2 separate regions of the Mus musculus genome follow, and region 1 is linked to region 2. Evidence: chromatin contacts called from public HiChIP or PLAC-seq data. All regions are on one chromosome and are shown on one strand. Each heading gives the region's core, a stretch centred on a gene start, on an enhancer-like site or on the middle of the called end of the contact. The rest is flanking DNA. Distances are from core to core; before and after follow the strand shown. Region 1 overlaps Thada (thyroid adenoma associated). Region 2 holds the start of C430042M11Rik (RIKEN cDNA C430042M11 gene).

Region 1 (4,163 bases), core at 1,626-4,125, 380 kb before region 2:
TGTATTTGATGGATTCATTGGTTGGTTGGTTGGCTGGCTGGCTGGCTGTTGGTTAGTTGGCTGGTTGGTTGATTGGCTGTTGGCTGGCTGGTTGGTTAATGATCAGCCCAGGGCCTTGGACCTGCTAGGCAAGCACTCATACACAACTACTGAGCTGCATCCTGAGATCTAAAGCTTTATGGCTCTAGATTTTATATATGTGCATGACCTACATCTATGTAACTCCTATGTATGATGTAAGATAAATGTCTCATATGATTATCAATTGTTCTACCACCATTGTTTCTTTGACTTTTTTTTTTTTTTTTTTTTTGTACCTTGCCCACTTCCTCCCCTTTCAGGGGTTCTTGTCACATGTGTTAGGTCACCTGAAGGTTTCCTATAGCCACCCCACGTTTTAGGCTTTTTCTTTGTTCTTTAATGTGTGTTCCATTTTTCACAGCTTCTATCTCTGTGTCTTCAGATTAACTATTAACTAGTCTTTTCTGTTGTGCTCTCTCATCTGCTGTGAATTCTGTCCACTATGTCTTTATTTTAGACATTGGACTGTTTATCTCTAGAAGTTTCATTTTGATCTTTTTCAACTTCTTTGAACCATCATCCTACCTTCCCCAGAGTGCTGGGATAATAGATCTGTACAACATAGGAGTCTGGAAGTTAATTGACAGCAAAGAAGGGAGGCTATCACGTGGAGAAAGAGCCTCTGCGCTGATGTTTGGGTGTCTCAACCCATTTTCTGCTGCTAGAAACATCACAGAAAGGCTAACTTACAAAGAAAATAGATTTCTTTGGCTCACCAGTCTAGAAGTGAAAGAACTTGACATCAGCATCTACCTGGCATTGTCGAGGGCGTCCAGTAGTGACGTCCATGGCAGAGGGCAGCAGTGTGGAGAGCATCCTGGCTCAGACGTCTCTCCTCTTTTTATAAAGCCACTGTTCTGGATCAGGGCCTCAGTCTTGAATTTTCACTGATGTCTGTCAGCACCCAGTGTGTAAATTCCCACCCTTTTACTGCCTCGTCTGGGGTTGTGGTGGGCACATTAAATACAACAGGAATCCTGGTGCCCTTCCTCCTTGGCTCACCTCCTGTTGCTTACCTGGAAGAAGTTCCTTAACTCCTCCCTCCATGGTGGACTTCTGCAACCCAGCCAGATTCTGCTGGGCTCGCCTGCTGGGAGCCCTCCCTGCACTCCTCCTCTTGTAGTGTGTCTGCAATCCAGTAGTTCCAGAGGCCTCTTTGCTCTTAGATTCTTTTTCTTTTCTTTTTGCAATTTATTCATTTTATGTATGAGTACACTGTAGCTGTTTTGAGGCACACCAGAAGAGGGCATCAGATCTCATTACAGCAACCATGTGGTTGCTGGGAATTGAACTTGGGACCTCTGGAAAGGGCAGTCAGTGCTCTTAACTGCTGAGCAGTTGCTCCAGCCTCCAGATTCTGTTTCTTAAGTACATACTTTAGAGCTCAGGCAGAGTCTCAGGACTGTCTTTTATCACTGACAAGGACTGAGATTGCTTGGTCCCAGTCCCTCTCGATGCTGGTAAGGCAACAGAAATCGACCAAGGTACTAAAAAGAGCCTGTCTATCCAGGTGTGGTCCTCAGAGTGCTTTCATGGTGTCTCCTGTTGCCTGGAAACATCAGAGAGGCCTAAAATCCTTTGTGGGAAATAGGTCAATCAAAGGGTGGCAGGTGCTAGGGTTTATGGTGGTGCAAATCCCCTCCAAATCTTGCACTGTGGTGCAGTTCTTTGAAGAAGCAGAAGCAGACTATGTTGGGAAATAACTGCATGTTTGTGTCTTTAGTTCGTCCTGTGTTTATCTGCAGTGTTTCCTGATTGGCTCCCTGTGTTGGGTAAAGGCTGCTGGGATGGAACTGGAGGGAAGTAGTTAGAAATTGTAGTCCCCCCCCCATGCACTCATCCCTTCCCTTCTGTAATCTTCTGATTCACAAGTTAGAAGGGCTGAGCTCACAGCTTATGGCTTAAGAAGGTGTTCTTCAAATAGTATACTTAAAAGACATCCTCAGTCCGTCCCCACCAGCACATTAAGGATTCTTTGCTTAAACACACCTGCCCCTGAGCTAGCCTGGTGCATAGGCCTGTAATGCGAGCACTTGAAATGCAAGCAAGAGGGGCTGAAGTTCAGGGCCATCCTCAGCTACATAGTGAGTTCCATGCCAGCCTAAAACTGATATTTGGGAGGATGAGGGAGAGATGCATGATTCTCATAACGTTCTGACAACCAGAGTTTCCTGGTTAGAGTAACTACTGCTGCGATGGAACACTGTAAGCAAAAGCAGCTTGGGAGGAAAGGGTTTATCCGGCTCACTCTTCTACATAATAGTCCATCATTGAAGACAGTTGAGAGAAACTTAAGACAGGGCAGGAACAGAGGCAGGAGCTGATGCAGAGGCCACGGAGGGATACTGCTTACTGGCTTGCTCTCCATGGCTTGCTCAGCCTCCTTTCTTATAGAACCCAGGACTACCAGCCTAGGGATGGCACCACCCACAATAGGTTGGGCTCTCCCCTATCAATTACTAATTAAGAGAATGCCCTACAGGCTTGCCTACAGTCAGATTTCCTTAACTGAGGTTTTCCTTAACTGAGGTTCCCTTCTCTCAGATGACTTTAGCTTGTGTCAAGTTGACATAAAACTGTCCAGCACACAGGGGAAAGTGATGGACACCTCTTTGAAGGGTGTCAGAGAACCAGGAACAAATCTGACAAGAAAGAGCAGGCCAAGACCAGCTCAGAGAAGACCTGTTTCCAGGGCCTCTCCCAGCTTCTCCATGTTTGTAACTGGAAGGGCCTCTGGGGTCAGGATCACAGCTTTACTGGGAGAGGCGTTGGATTAAACAGAAGAATGGAATTTCCCTTTGATAAGGAAAAGCCAAAAATTAATAAATCAGCTGATTTTGTTGTTGTAGTTCCTATGGTTTCCTTTTCTGTACAAGTATTTTTTTTACTGAGAAATTACATAACAAGACATTAACATTTGCAGAGTACAAATTATCAGCTGATTATTTTTAGACCCAGTTCAGATAAGAACTTCACTTGGCTCGGTTGTAGCTCTCACTGACCTGGGAGAAGGTGGGACACCCCACTGCACATCGAGACTTTCTTAGCCCCTCCTTTAAGGAATGCTGGGTGAAAGTTTAGGACTACTGTATCTGCTCACTTGGCAGGAGAGGGTCCTGTGTATCCCAGGATGCCGTGTACCCACTCTGTAGCCAAGTGACACGAGCACTTGATCCTCCTACCTCCACCGCTTCAGTGCTGGGATGACAGGAGTACAGGACCTAGAGTATGTGGACTGGGAATCCAACTCAGGAACTTACACATGGCAGGCAAACACCCTAACAACCAAGCCATATCCCCAGCCAATCTGCAAACTTGTATTGGCCTAGCCGCATGAGAGAATTCAGAGCTTTGCAGAAGACAGATTCAGTTTGAGGTGAGGGAGCAGCACACAGGGTCAAGTGGAATAAGAGCCTCTGAAGTTCAGTGGCAGGGAGCCTCAAAGGAATATAGTAAGTCTCCTTGGGATTTGCTCATAGCCGCTCCACACATGCTGCTCTTACAGAAGACCTGAGTGTGGTTCCTCGCACCCTCCTCTGGCAGTGCACTGTGTCTTTAACTCCAGCTCTGTGGACCTGGTGCCCACTTTTAGCCTCCTTGGACACAGACAGATACACATATGCACATCACTTAAAATAAAAACACCTTTCTTAAATTGGTAACTTAAAACTGACTGCTCTATTACTTAGGACTTGATTTTATATTTTTGAGATTAAGTCTCATTGTGCTAGCCTTGAACTCTCAGGGATCCTTCTGCCTCTGCCTTCAAAGTGCTAGGATTACAGGCATGAGCCACCAAACCCAATAATATGTTTCTCCAATGAGAAAGGTCATAGTACAGCAGGAGGTAGTTCCTTCCGTATGAATCCAGCCATTAAGTCATTATCTTAAAGACCAGAAATACGCTTTGCTTAGAAGAACAAACAAAAGCCATATCTGAAGATGAGCACACATCGAGTGTGAGACTCAGTAACACAGTCCTGAGTGACTGCGCTGACCATACTGGGACATGTGAACACTTCCCAACAGGGAAGACTGGAAATGTCTATGCAAAATAGGATTGCCAAAGCCATCTGACCCTC
Region 2 (4,437 bases), core at 1,140-3,639:
AGGTCATCTAACCACAAGTTCCCTGAGCTCACAGACCTGAGCTGTCTTTCTCCTTGCAGTGTGTGCTGTTTTGTATGCAGAAGAAACTATGTTGCCAGGGAAAAACAGAAAGTAGATTTAAGGGTGCTGAGCATTTTTTGTTCAGTGTCGTCTTTAAATTTCTTCTGTTCATTTAGATTCTTTGATGTGTCTGGGTCTTTTCCTCGGATTTATGTGAAATTCTTTTAGTATTACTTACTAGTAGAATATATGGTGGGTGTGTGGGGGTATGTGGTGTGTGTGTGTGTGTGTGTGTGTGAGAGAGAGAGAGAGAGAGAGAGAGAGAGAGAGAGAGAGGGAGGGAGAGAGAGAGAGAGACTAAATAACTTTGGGCATCTCATAGATATTCTCAGTTTTCTTCATTGTAGGTAACAAATATAAATTCATCCACAACACTTGAGCCACAAAAAAATGTCAGTGTTGACACTCCTCAGGGTGCCTTGGACCCCAGGATTCCACACACATTTACTCTTATCAAGATCATTTGGAACCATGTCATGAAGAGTCAGGAATGATAGAATATGGGGGTGGGGGATGTTCTGGAGCGATGGCTCAGTGGTTGAACACACTTGCTGTTCTAGTAGAGGATCAGGGTTCAGTTCCCAGCACCATGATGGCTCACAACCATCTGCAACTCCAGTCCCAAGGGATTTGATGAGGAAACTGGGCAGGCAAGTAGTGTACATCCATGCATGAAGGCAAAACACTTACATATAAGATAGATAGATAGATAGATAGATAGATAGATAGATAGATAGATAGATAGATAGATAATAGATAGATAGATAGATAGATAGATAGATAATAGATAGATGATAGATAGATGATAGGTAGATAGATAATAGATAGATGGATAGATAGATGGATAAATAGATGGATGAATAGTTAGATAATAGATAGATAGATAGATAGATAGATAGATGATAGATAGATAGATAGATAGATAGATAGTAGATAGATAGATAGATGATGATGATGATAGATAGATAGATAGATAGATAGATGATAGATAGATAGATAGATAGATAGATAGATAGATAGATGGTAGATAGATAGATAGATGATAGATGATGATGATGATAGATAGATAGATAGATAGATAGATAGATAGATAGATAGATAGATAAATCGATCGATAGATAGTGTCCCCTATCACTCTTGACAGGATGTTTCTGGTCTATACTATTGCTTTGCTTTGAAATAAAACTCCTTTGCTTCTTTGCAATTTGTTTCTGCCTTTATTTTAGTTTTCTTGAATAAAAGTCTGGGAACCTGGAAACACCAGATCCAAGCAACGTCTGCTGGTTACTACTGGTTTTGTCCCAGTAATGGGTGCAAGTATGGACATTTGAGCCTCTCGTGGCCAGCACACACATCTGGTTCTCCCTTCATGGCAGTTTGATCTCCCAGAAACATGGGGAGAATTGCCTAAGTCTTTTGAGGTTTGGTCTTTTGCTGTGTATTGTAGGGCTAAGTGCAAGCCCCTAAGACCTGGTTCCCTGAGAGAAAGTCTGAGTGTAGACCCAGTGACTTTGCACCCAAGTTATTTCTCATTGGTAAATAAAGATGCTGACAACCAATAGTTGGACAGAAGAGACATAGGTGGGGTTTAGGATTCCAGGACTGGGGGTCTGAGGAAAACCATGAGGGAGAAGAAGGTGAAGGAGGGAGAGAGAAGCCATGGGTTCTCGAGGGAGAACCTGAGGGCTGACCAATTGGAGTTAAGAGCAGCATAGATGAAACATAGTAAATAATAACTTGGGGTTATTGATAGGAAGGTAGATTCTAATAGCATAGAGGGTAGGTATCTGCCCAGCTCTTGTGCTGATTAAGGCTTATTGTAAATATAAAGGTTGTGTGTCTTTTATCCAGGAACTGAATGATCAAGGTGATAGAGAAACCCCAGATTGGGATTAAAAAATTTCAACAACATATGTCTGGTAGGAAGAATGGAAGGATGCTGCTAACATGACTCAACCCGCTCTGCAGCCCCCACAGCAGAGCAAGCAAGCACCTGCAGCACTGGAGACAGGGCGTGGTCCTAAGGAAACGCTACGTGTAACCAGCTGTCCTCAGCCACCAGGAATAGGACGTGTGTTAGTCACTTTTCTCCTCGCTGTCACACAAAACCTGACATGAGCAACATTCAGGCTGGGTCTCCTCAGTTACACCTCCTGCAAATATCCTTTAGCTACTGTGGTGGTCTGAATGAAGATGGCCCACATAGGCCCATACGGAGTGCCACTAAAGAGGTGTGGCCTTGTTGGAGTGGGTGTGGCTTTGCTGGAGGATGCGCGTCACTAGGGGGCGGGTCTGAGGAGCTCAAGCTGGGGCTTAGTGGCTCAAGGTCTCTTCCTGATGCCTTCGGATCTGGATATAGAATGCTCTCCTCCTCTCAAGCACCAGGTCTGCCTACACACGGCTGTGCTTCCCACCATGATGATAATGAACTAAACCCCTGAAACTAAGCCAGCCCAGAGTATGTTTTCCATCATGAGAGCTGCCATGGTCATGGGGTCTCTTCACAGCAAGAGAACCCCTGACTCAGACAGGTATCTTGTTATATGAGCCTTTAACTTTCCCCTTAGCTGAACGGGTTTTCTTTGCTTGTTTTTCTGTCTTGTTTCATTTTTATATTCCTAAGATTTATTTAGTTATGAGCGTTTGCTTGCATGTATGTTTTGTTCACTGTGTGTGTGTATGTGGTGCCATTAAAAGCCAGAAGAGGGCATCAGATCCACTGGAACTGGAGGTACAGGCAATTGTGAGCTGCCATGTGGATACTGGGAACCAAACCTTGGCCCTCTACAAGAGTAGCAAGTGCTCTCAGTGGCTGAGCCATCTCTCTAGACGTGTGTCTTTGAATTGTTTAAATTACACTTTTATTTAGTGGGGGGAGGGGTGTACTTGCTTGTCACCTAGCATATAAATCCTCAGCATCCCATAAGCTCCCGGTTAATTGGAGTCTCCGTTACTTGCAGGTGTGAGGAGGATCTTGATAGGTTAGAGAAGAAGAAACCTATGTCTTCTACCTGAACTCTTTAAAAAAAAAAAAAAAGACAAGACCCAAGGCTGAGGAGATGGCTCAGTGGTTAGGAACACTGGCTGCTCTTCCAGTTTCAATTCCCAGCACCCACATGGCAGCTCGAAACAGTCTGTAATTCCAGGGGATCTGACACCCTCATATGGACATACATGTAGGCAAAACACCAACGAACATAAGATAAATAAGTCTTTAAAAAAAATACAGCTCTGACAACACCTGGATTTTCACCTTCGAGCCCCATTCAGGCTTCAAAACTAAAGATGATAGATTGGTGTATGTGGCAGGACATCGGGTTGCTTTGTCTTGTCTTGTCTCTCGGGACTGGGGATTAAATCAAAGGCATTATGAATAATAGCCAAGTGTTCTATCTCTGAGCTATATCCCCTGCCTTTTTGTTTTGTTTTGTTTTGTTTTTTGTTTTTTGAGACAGGGTTTCTCTGTGTAGCCCTGGCTGTCCTGGAACTCACTCTGTAGACCAGGCTGGCCTCAAACTCAGAAATCCGCCTGCCTCTGCCTCCCAAGTGCTAGGATTAAAGGCATCCCCTGCCATTTTAAATAAAAAATATATACATTTATCTAATTTGGTTTTTTATTTTTGCCCCACGGAGTGAGTTTGGAGGTGAGATGACGATTGTGAGGAATCAGCTCTCTCTTTCCATCACTGCGGATCCCAGGGAAGGACGTTAGGTCGTCAGCTCAGTGACAAGCGTCTGTACCTCTAATCCATCTCGACCCTGCCCTTTGCAGTAGCCATGTCTGTTTGTCAACTTGATGATACCCGGAATGAGCAATCATCCAGAAGTGGAGGACATACCTATGGGAGATGACTCCGCTGGTTTTGTAGTGGATGAATCTACTTCTAGACCAGCTTTGAGGTGAGATCTGGATCTTGAGGTGGGAAGACATACCTTTAACCTGGGCCACACCCTCTGCTGGAAGTCTATGGAAGAGGACGACATAGGAAGCTTTCGTTCTTTGCCTGCTCACCCTCGCCTCTCGAGCACATCCATCCCTTCACTGGCGTTAGCGCCGCCTACTTCTGCGGGATTCCGGCAGATACAGGAGATCAGCTGAGACATCCAGCCTTGTGGACCAAGCAACCACTGGATTCTTGGGCTTTATGTTCATGGTCAATTGTTGTTTGATTAGCTGGACAACAGCCTCTCTCTCTCTCTCTCTCTCTCTCCATATATATATGTATATATATGAGATAGATAGATAGATAGATAGATAGATAGATAGATAGATAGATAGATAGATAGAGAAAAGTAGATAGACAGAGAGGGGGGAGAGAGATTCATTCTATAAGTTCTGCTCTAGAGAACCGTGACGAATACACCTTCTTCTTAACC

What was found. HiChIP or PLAC-seq counts read pairs in DNA pulled down with a chosen protein or histone mark.
Region 1: a FOXA1 HiChIP or PLAC-seq map of pancreatic cancer cells shows a contact between it and region 2. The contact joins the enhancer-like site here to the promoter of C430042M11Rik in region 2. A contact is called at or near these places in 1 of 39 promoter capture datasets (neural stem cells), 1 of 484 Hi-C or Micro-C datasets (nephron progenitors), 10 of 115 datasets of contacts at active chromatin or transcription factors (the NIH/3T3 cell line, the SCID.adh cell line, SST interneurons and 7 more) and 1 of 9 other capture datasets (pancreatic islet).

Annotation. Positions count from the first base shown.
Region 1 is chr17:84,236,038-84,240,200 of GRCm38.p6, reverse strand. All of the region lies in intron 31 of Thada (thyroid adenoma associated), which reads left to right. Among named protein-coding and RNA genes, the nearest start is that of Gm36279, 46 kb to the right of the region's middle. Within about 2 kb of position 2,875, at least 42 of the 459 cell types and tissues checked have an H3K27ac peak or open chromatin away from gene starts, as enhancers often do. A contact at or near this core is called in T-cell acute lymphoblastic leukemia and pancreatic cancer cells, where this site is marked.
Region 2 is chr17:83,852,370-83,856,806 of GRCm38.p6, reverse strand. It overlaps C430042M11Rik (RIKEN cDNA C430042M11 gene), which reads left to right and starts at 2,389. Exons shown (of 2, transcript NR_155491.1): 1 at 2,389-2,591; 2 at 3,833-4,437.